Linked DNA regions of Mus musculus: all the other regions are linked to region 3. The links are chromatin contacts, called in public Hi-C and HiChIP or PLAC-seq maps. All regions are on one chromosome and are shown on one strand. Each heading gives the region's core, a stretch centred on a gene start, on an enhancer-like site or on the middle of the called end of the contact. The rest is flanking DNA. Distances are from core to core; before and after follow the strand shown.

Region 1 (2,700 bases), core at 85-2,584, 2.7 Mb after region 3:
GCTGTTTTTAGAGAAAGATAAATAGTCCAAGAACTGCCCTATCACCCCAGTAATCAAATATGCTAAAGGTGAATTGAAGGGGAAAAATCCTTATGAAATTTGAGGCAACCTTTGAGCCAAGAGTATAACACTATTAAATAGAGACATAAGAATTCTTTAAAAAAAAAAATAAATAAAACTCTGAATGTGGCTTCCATGCAAAATGTCACTTTCATTTTCGTTGGATTTTTCCCTCTCAAATGTATTTTATTTTAATTGTCAGATAAAACTGTATTATATACAGCATGTTTTAGAGAATATAGATTTATATATATATCCAATGTGAAATGTTTAAATCTGGCCAATTAGCACACACCCATTTGTTTTGTGAACTACACTGTTTGAGAAACAAATAGTAAACCTTCAATTTGCTAGTATTTGTATTTCATGCTTTGTACTGAGAGGGGTATGGGGCAGGGAAAAGGTTAGTTCACTTGCTCTTCAGCTACCTGACTTTAACTGCTTTCAAAGTGTGACCCTTTCTGTGTTCTTCTTCTGGGACTTTTTCTCTTAAAAAAAAAAAAAAAATCAAGTTTTTCTGAAGGGGAAACACTTTTTAAAATTCATCTGTTCGTCACCAAATCAAGACTTTGCCTGACGCACATCTTCCATAAACAATAAAGAGAAGCAGCCTGAGAGCTCCCTCCAATCAGAAGGAGAAAACTAAAATCAGCAGGGCCATGATTTCCTTAATATACTTAAAAGAGATAAAAACCCCATTGATGCTTCTAAAAATAAAAAGGAGGGAAGGGCTACTTTATTGATTCCCTGCAAACCAACGAACGTGTACCTTATTGATAACACTAAACACCATCTAAGCCTTTGGTGATTTTCAGCCGAAAGTCTGCTCCTGAATGAAGGCTTAAATCATTGTATTAATATATTAGAGGGAAAATTACCATGGGAGACACTTGGAAATTAATTAAAAACCCTGCACTCAGTTTGTTTGTGAGAGGAGATAAATATCACACACGGGGAAAGATGCCTGACAACCACCATAGCTTTCAGATCCCAAATTAGCCCCTGACAGCTATGTCTTTGTAGGAGTCTCCTTGGGGTACGATAAGCAGAGCTGTGTGGAATATGAAGATTCCTGATAGAAGTATTTATTACTGACACTTCCGAAACATTCCATGTGTGGCATCAGCAAAGCATGCCTCACCTCAGACAGAAATGTCAGCTTCGCATCCAAGATTTTTTTTTCCACCCACCCCCCGCCCCCCTCCCCACAACCAGCCCCATGCCTCCCTCCACATTCACCGCTTCCCACCTTCCGCTCCCAACTACGGTCTTTTTCAGAAGTTCAACAGCACCCCCTGCTGGAACTTGGGGGCTGCTTCAGCCTGTACACACTGGAGAGGCTCCATCGAGTCAGCAAAATGAAAGTGTATGTACAGCGGACCAGCTTCCCGCGAGGCAGGGACCACAGCACCATCCCGTTGTACAAAATCAGAGCTTCATAATGGCAATTTCGGCCGGTGTCAGGAGCTAAAGTCTTGAAAATATGTATACATTCTAAACAACAAACATCTAGCAAAGCTCTCATTCATTTTACGCGTGAAGACCAATAAATAACTGCTCTGTAATAATGACTGCTGCTGCGGAGTGGTTAAAAGGAAGAGACTTCACACGGGGAGATGAGGGGTGGGGTGGCTAGAGAACCACTATTTTATCTTGCTTACGTTGTTATAGACTCAACTCTGTCACTTAACATAATAAGCCGCATAAAGTGACAAAGGAGGAATCTCTCTGGGTCAGAGCTCCAAAAACACACCAGTCACTGTCCCGCCTCATCTAGCTAGCGAGCAAGGTATAATACAACAGCCCCAAATGTTTGTCAGAGAGGCAGTGGCTGTCCTTTCTCCCACCGTGTGAGCAGCCTTAGGTTGTCCAAAGGCTGGAGAAAATACTGCACTTTGTAAGCCTCACCCAGAATTAAGTGTGCACTCCAAAAAGGAGTCAGGCCAAGGGACTCAAGTCGAGCTCTGCTTTCTCTGATGTCAGCTTTTTCTTAGCAGGCCGGCAGGGGGGTTGCTAGGCTCTGTGCCTTTGGAGCAGGATCACCCAGAAGGTGCTCTGTCCGTGATATACTTATCTTGCTGCTAGGCAAGAAACAGATAACATCATCATGGGGAAGACTGCTTTACTGAGGGATTCCCAAGTCTGCCAGCATCAGGAAACAGGGTATTCACCACACCAGGCGCCCGTGTTAGGACAAAGGAGCAACCTCAGAATGAGTAAATGTCCAAATCAAGTTGTATTTTTATTTTTATCTCATTTTTTTCTTTTCTTTCTTTCTGTTTTTGCTTTTGTTTGATTGGTTGGTTGTTCTTTTGGTTGGCTGGTTGGTTGGCTAGTTGGGTTTTGGGTTGGCTTTGGTTTGGGGTTTGGGTTTTTTTATTTGGGGGGTTTTTTTGGTTTGTTTGTTTGTTTGTTTGTTTTATTTTTGTACGGGAGTTATTTGTTTGTTTTTCAAGACAGGATTTCTCTGTGTAGCCTTAGCTACGGGTTGTCCTGAAACTCACCCTGTAGACCAGGCTGGCCTGGAACTCACAAGGAGAAAGAACTAGAATACATGAGCTTACTCAGCAGTAAGTCTCAGAAGCTGAAAACATTCTAGACCTAGACTAGATTGTACAGAGCCTAGAAGCTTCCAGGGCT
Region 2 (2,700 bases), core at 113-2,612, 2.7 Mb after region 3:
GAGATCCAACCCCCTCCTCCAGGCTCTGTGAGCATCAGAGGCTTTTCTAAACGTTTACACGAGGTGCACAGACACATCCCGACAAAACACCCAGACACAAAAGATAAACAAATATAAAGAATAGAGGAGAAAAAAAAAAAAAAACAAAGTACCATTTAACACGATGATAGGCAAATCAGAAACACCATGCTTCGACTAGCTCACTGTTATAAAACACACTTAAAAATGCACCATATTTAAGAGAAAGCAAGTAGATTCATATTCAAAATGAAGTTTTCCAGCACCTTGATGTTGCTTCTGTCTCCTTGTAGTAAAATCAGTATTAATTTACCCATGAACATCAGTCTTCCTGTCAGCCTTAACTCTGAAGCCCACTTCTCCACGGCTTTGACATATTTAGTCCTCGCTCTCATGTGATCTAAACGCAAAAGAGTCATCCACGGTCCATCGTCCCCCGTCGCACTTTCTGGCAAAGTGCACTTCTCATGGCTGCTGGCGGTCTCCGGCTGGCTGAGGACAAGTCTGAGATTCTGCTGGATCCAAAGAACCAGCTCGTGAACCATCGGTTCTGACACGAGCTTCCTGGCTTCTCCAAGTAACTTCTCCTTCGCGGTAACACACTGGGCCCTGGTCAGATGTTCCGAGGTAACCGAGATGCCGGGTAGACACAAAGGGTAACCAACTGGTAAATGGAACGCCAACTCTAAGGGCACATCCTCACCCACAAGTCCTTCAGCTGTTGTGTGAATTCTAAACACAGCCCCATCTGTCTCTGGAAGACATCCAAAAATAATCATTAGCTCCACATAATTCAATCTCAATGGAATACTAATCAGTTAAAAAAATTTCCCTTTCAAACCTCAGTTTATTGCTCATAGGAAAACGCTGAGTTTATTTTATGAAGAGACACACAAGGCAAAAAAGCCATGATTTACAGGTTAATCCCCCCTGCCATAAACACACATGAACAGTGCCACGCAAATGTACTTGCAATTCACTCTCTTTATCACCCATTTTTTATGAAATTATCAAAAAAAGGCAGTTTGATTTATACAATTTCCATCCATAATTTACTGGTAATTACGAAAATCACAAATCAGCCCTTATAGGTGTTCAATGGAGCAGCAGCATGTATAGGGAAGGTGTAAGGAGTCCACTCCAAGTTATTTGTGGTGAGTCACACGGAACCTGGGTGGTGGCAGGGCCATGTGACACCGGTGACCATCTGTGACACTGAACGTGGGGGGTTGGGGGGGTACCTACTCTTCTGATTCCGATCCACTCACGTCAGTGTAACATGAAGGCAGCAGGATGAACTGAAACTGGGCGGACATCCGTTCAGCCTCCACTGACTCCACAAGGGGCAGAGCACGCCTAGGAGACGAGAGGAAATCTGCTCTCTTTCAGATGTGCTTGGCTTCCCCACTCTGATGTGTTCCACATCACTTCACCCCACTTTCCAAAAAGTTGATAAAATGTCAGGCTAATTCATTCTGCAGGGAGCAGAAGCACCCTGATCAGAGAAAGGAGACGGGAGCCAGGTCCAGACACAGGGCTATGTGGCCAGTCTGCCTCTCTGCCTTCTTTCTCTGCCCCTGTTCTATTTCTCAGCACAGAAGCAGCCAGATCCTACACCTGGATGGCTGCCTCAACAATGGACACCCAAACACAGCCTCCATTTTAAAGAGCCTAACAGAACACTGAAATCACTTCTTAGCCATCTGATCCCAATGGTATCTAAAAGCTGTTGTTACACAGATTCATACAGGACCTAGCACATCTGTTAGAGTTTTTCTTTAATGGATGTCAATACCAGCTGCCAGGAACTACTATTTTCAGACCCCATCCGGAATCAGAGGCAGTAGCTATTGCAAAGACCATATAATATTTTCTTTTACATATGTAATGTATATAGTATTTTTAAAAAAACTTCTCTAAATATTACAGCATACATGCTTCTAAAAGTTATCACATGCTTCAAGTGTCTTTGTTCCTCCTTCCTTCTTCTACTAACATACTGTCATTATTATTGGTGTGTGTGGCCATGGGGAGGCTCAGAGAACAACTTAACAAAACAGTTCTGCTTCATTATCTTGGAGGATTATGGGACTGTCAGACCCATATGCAAGCACCTCCACAAACGGAAACATCTCACTAGCTGCACGTCTCTCCTTTCTTTCACTGAGTTCCTCTTTTCAATGGTATATTTTACTGTCAGAGTAAGCTCCTGTCATTATCAGTTCGATTAATATATATTTGCTATGTAGGACTTTTATGGACCTGTAAACAACACAGGATCACCAGGCAGATTAAACTTGTCGGCAGTCATGCAGCAAGCCTGCATTCCCTCTCATTGAGGGGGTAGAATCTTTAATCTTCAATCATTCATCATTCTACAAGCATACACTGGGTACATGTCAACCCTGTGCACTGTGCTGTTCAGAAAAAGGAATAAGTAAGACACAGATCTGCCACCGTGGTTCAGTCCAGGGTGGACACAGAGCTTCCTGAGTCTACGCCTGCAAAGTCTTCTATTAGAGATGTGTGAACATAAAGGGTTTTTTAGGGGGTTTGTGTGTTTGTGTTTGTGTGTGTGTGTGTGTGTGTAAGAGAGAGAGAGAGAGAGAGAGAGAGAGAGAGAGAGAGAGAGAGAGAGAGAGAAGGGGAGAGAGGGGGGAGAGAGAAAGAGAGACTCTACAT
Region 3 (2,700 bases), core at 56-2,555:
GAAACTCTCTTATGATGTTCCTCTAAAAATATCTGAAAATTGCAAATAGGTGAGGGACAGTCACACACTGTTTGAAATATGTTCTCCCTCCATACATAAAACATTAATTTTGAATAATGGTATGCATTTAAATATCACAATTAACAGGGTGTGATATATTTTATTTCCCTATTTTTCTATTAAAAATAGAGTAGAATTTATTGATTATTGATAGTATACATCCTTTTCCTCTTCCTGACATCTCTACCCTTTCCCACATTGCCATATCACTCCTATCAAATGTTTAGTTTAGATCAGAGACACATCAAACAGTGTATGGGTGGGAGGAGGGACTATAAAACTTAATTTTTAAAAACTGTCCCCCATCAATTTTAAATGATACAAAATGTTTCTCAAAAAGGCATCCTGATCTGATTTCAATAAGTCATAGAGGGTACCTGGAAAAAATAACCCCTAGTCAAAGCTAGTGGTATTTACTAGATTGTTTTTATATACAGCATATGCTTTGCATGTATTTTGATCACAGTAAGAAAACGCATGATAGTTTTTTTTTTTTTTTAAGAACTGCTATATAAGTGCTCCTTTTCTTTTCTGTGACAGTTTGGTGCTGATTTTAAAAATTAAAAATTAAAAAAAAAGGCTTTAAAGGCATCATTTTTTTTCTCTCCAGTATGCTAAAGATGTTGTATATATCTTTTTTGCTTTTCTTTAAGGAAAGAATATGGGGGTTGCTTACACAGGGAATGAAAATTCTATTCTCCAACCCCCCCTCCCATTCTACTAAACCGTTTTAGTCGACATATGTTTGTTATCAGAGAGAGGTGCTGTGAACACACAGCCATTTTCTTAGCAGCTTTTTGACTGTATGTTACCATAGTCCCACAAGGCATTGGTCCTTTCCCATTGGGAAGTCATGAATAAGAGACTATGAAGCTCACACGTCAGATCTTCCTCAATTAATCCACCATTAGCATGTTCGGGGTCCACTACTGGATGGTTAACAGCGGCTTTTTGTAACTGTACGCCGACCATACCCAATTATGCTTTGCTAAAAATGAACTCTTTGCAGACCAAGCCTCTTGGGCTGTCAGTGTTTTCCGTTTTCCTATTTTAACGTTTGTGTATAGTGGCAGGCGACAGATGGTGTGGATCAGATCGATTTGATTGCATTAGATGATTTTCCCCCCTTCCCCACGCCTTTCTGGAAGCTCGCATCAGCTGAAGGCTCTCGCCTGGGACTCCTCCGAAGCATGAGCAAGCCGCCACCACGCGAAGGCACTGGGGCACAGCCAGCGAGAGGCGACAAGGTCCCTTCCCAGGGCTTGTTAACACTGTAACCGGGCGCTCAGAGAGCAGCGGCTCCCACTGCCCAAGCCTGCCTCGCCGCCCATCCGATGACTCCTGGCTTCTGCACACAGTTGGAGTTCAGCCGGCAACCTGGATTTAGAGGGTAAGCACTTCATTCTAGACGGATTTGTGACAGTTACTTTGCTATACCTGCGATACTGCAGACAAATCTCAGCAAACGCATAGGATGTAGGATGTGTGGGAGAGGGCGACTATGTTTACATCGGTAAATGGGTTTCTTTTTGTCTGAGACAGAGAGTGTTACTCGGTGACGATGTGTATAGTGTTTTGCCATTGATTGTAGGAGTCCACTACCACCCTCCTCCCGATTTTTTTCCCCTCTCCTTCGTGTTTTCCCTTTTCTACTTGAGAGGGAAGGAGAGATAGAAGAAGGGAGGAGGGAGTTAAGGAGGGAGGGGAGAAGAGAGGAGAGAGAGAGAGAGAGAGAGAGAGAGAGAGAGAGAGAGAGAGAGAGAGAGAATGAGAATATTTCTGCTTTAGCTTAATTGCCTTATTTCCTAAACCGATTTTTTTTTTTGTAGCTCGCTTTATGAATATTTGGTTTTTAATTACCAAGCGTTTAGCTAGGATGGGTGTTGGGGAGTGGGGGACAGGGTGGGGAAGTACAGAGGAACACTGCCATAGTGGCAGTGGCCTTGAGAGATCAAAAGGTGCTGAAAGCACCCCTTGCCCGAAAAACACACCTTCAGTTATTAGGGCGCGAGGGAATTGTAGATTCTAATAAACATGGCTTGCAGGAGTCGACGAACAAAGGTACTTAATGCGGACCTAAGCCTCCGCTGCTATTGCTCCGATAGCGGTACCTAAATATTCGAGAGGAAAGTGTAAGTTGATCAACAAACGCCCTGGTAGTATTGGGCTTTTTCCCTTTTCCGTTTTTTTGTGTGGAGGGTGGAGGGGGGTGGGGAGAGTGGATGGGTGGGGGAAATCCGACAGCTTAAGGAGGTTTGAATTGAATATGCACCCAGCGGCAGTGGTCTCGTAGGAAATGGTGTTCTCGTAAGTCAGGCTGCCCCGCTGAAGCACAAGAGCTGTGGTTAGAGCTCGGAGCGTCAGTTCTGGTGGGAGTGCTGCAGGCTGTCCGCTTGGGCTGAGCTGTCCACTGGTCCAGGTGCTGAAGTGTGGAGCATTTGGTATGTAGGGAAAGGGCTGACTCTGTTGCTTGGTTAGGAAGAAAACCTATCGCCTGTCTTGTTCCAGATTTTTTTTCTTAAAGCATGCTAGTCTGTGGGTCTCTCTGTGTGTTCTTGTGTGTGTGTGTATGTGTGTGTTCTTGTGTGTGTGTGTGTGTGTGTGTGTGTGTGTGTGCGTGTGTGTGATTTTTCTTGTAAT

The links. A called contact is a pair of places that touch in the nucleus more often than the background predicts. HiChIP or PLAC-seq counts read pairs in DNA pulled down with a chosen protein or histone mark.
Region 1: a Hi-C map of cortical neurons shows a contact between it and region 3, with 11 times the contacts expected there. The contact joins two enhancer-like sites. A contact is called at or near these places in 9 of 39 promoter capture datasets (the 3T3-L1 cell line, the C10 cell line, cranial neural crest and 5 more), 2 of 15 datasets of contacts at CTCF or cohesin (pro-B cells and stem cell-derived epiblast-like cells), 69 of 484 Hi-C or Micro-C datasets (the AtT-20 cell line, DN2 thymocytes, DN3 thymocytes and 40 more) and 11 of 115 datasets of contacts at active chromatin or transcription factors (PVALB interneurons, SST interneurons, astrocytes and 8 more).
Region 2: an H3K4me3 HiChIP or PLAC-seq map of embryonic forebrain shows a contact between it and region 3, with 16 times the contacts expected there. The contact joins two enhancer-like sites. A contact is called at or near these places in 4 of 39 promoter capture datasets (cranial neural crest, frontonasal cranial neural crest, maxillary cranial neural crest and 1 more) and 4 of 115 datasets of contacts at active chromatin or transcription factors (astrocytes, embryonic forebrain, embryonic hindbrain and 1 more).

Annotation. Positions count from the first base shown.
Region 1 is chr3:121,103,662-121,106,361 of GRCm38.p6, forward strand. No RefSeq gene overlaps it. Among named protein-coding and RNA genes, the nearest start is that of Rwdd3, 67 kb to the right of the region's middle. Within about 2 kb of position 1,335, at least 21 of the 459 cell types and tissues checked have an H3K27ac peak or open chromatin away from gene starts, as enhancers often do. A contact at or near this core is called in the N1E-115 cell line, SST interneurons, cerebral cortex and 3 more, where this site is marked.
Region 2 is chr3:121,158,484-121,161,183 of GRCm38.p6, forward strand. It overlaps Rwdd3 (RWD domain containing 3), which reads right to left. Exons shown (of 5, transcript NM_028456.3): 2 at 285-772. Among named protein-coding and RNA genes, the nearest start is that of Rwdd3, 12 kb to the right of the region's middle. Within about 2 kb of position 1,363, at least 42 of the 459 cell types and tissues checked have an H3K27ac peak or open chromatin away from gene starts, as enhancers often do. A contact at or near this core is called in embryonic forebrain, where this site is marked.
Region 3 is chr3:118,429,111-118,431,810 of GRCm38.p6, forward strand. No RefSeq gene overlaps it. Among named protein-coding and RNA genes, the nearest start is that of Mir137, 3.4 kb to the right of the region's middle. Within about 2 kb of position 1,306, at least 40 of the 459 cell types and tissues checked have an H3K27ac peak or open chromatin away from gene starts, as enhancers often do. A contact at or near this core is called in the N1E-115 cell line, SST interneurons, cerebral cortex and 4 more, where this site is marked.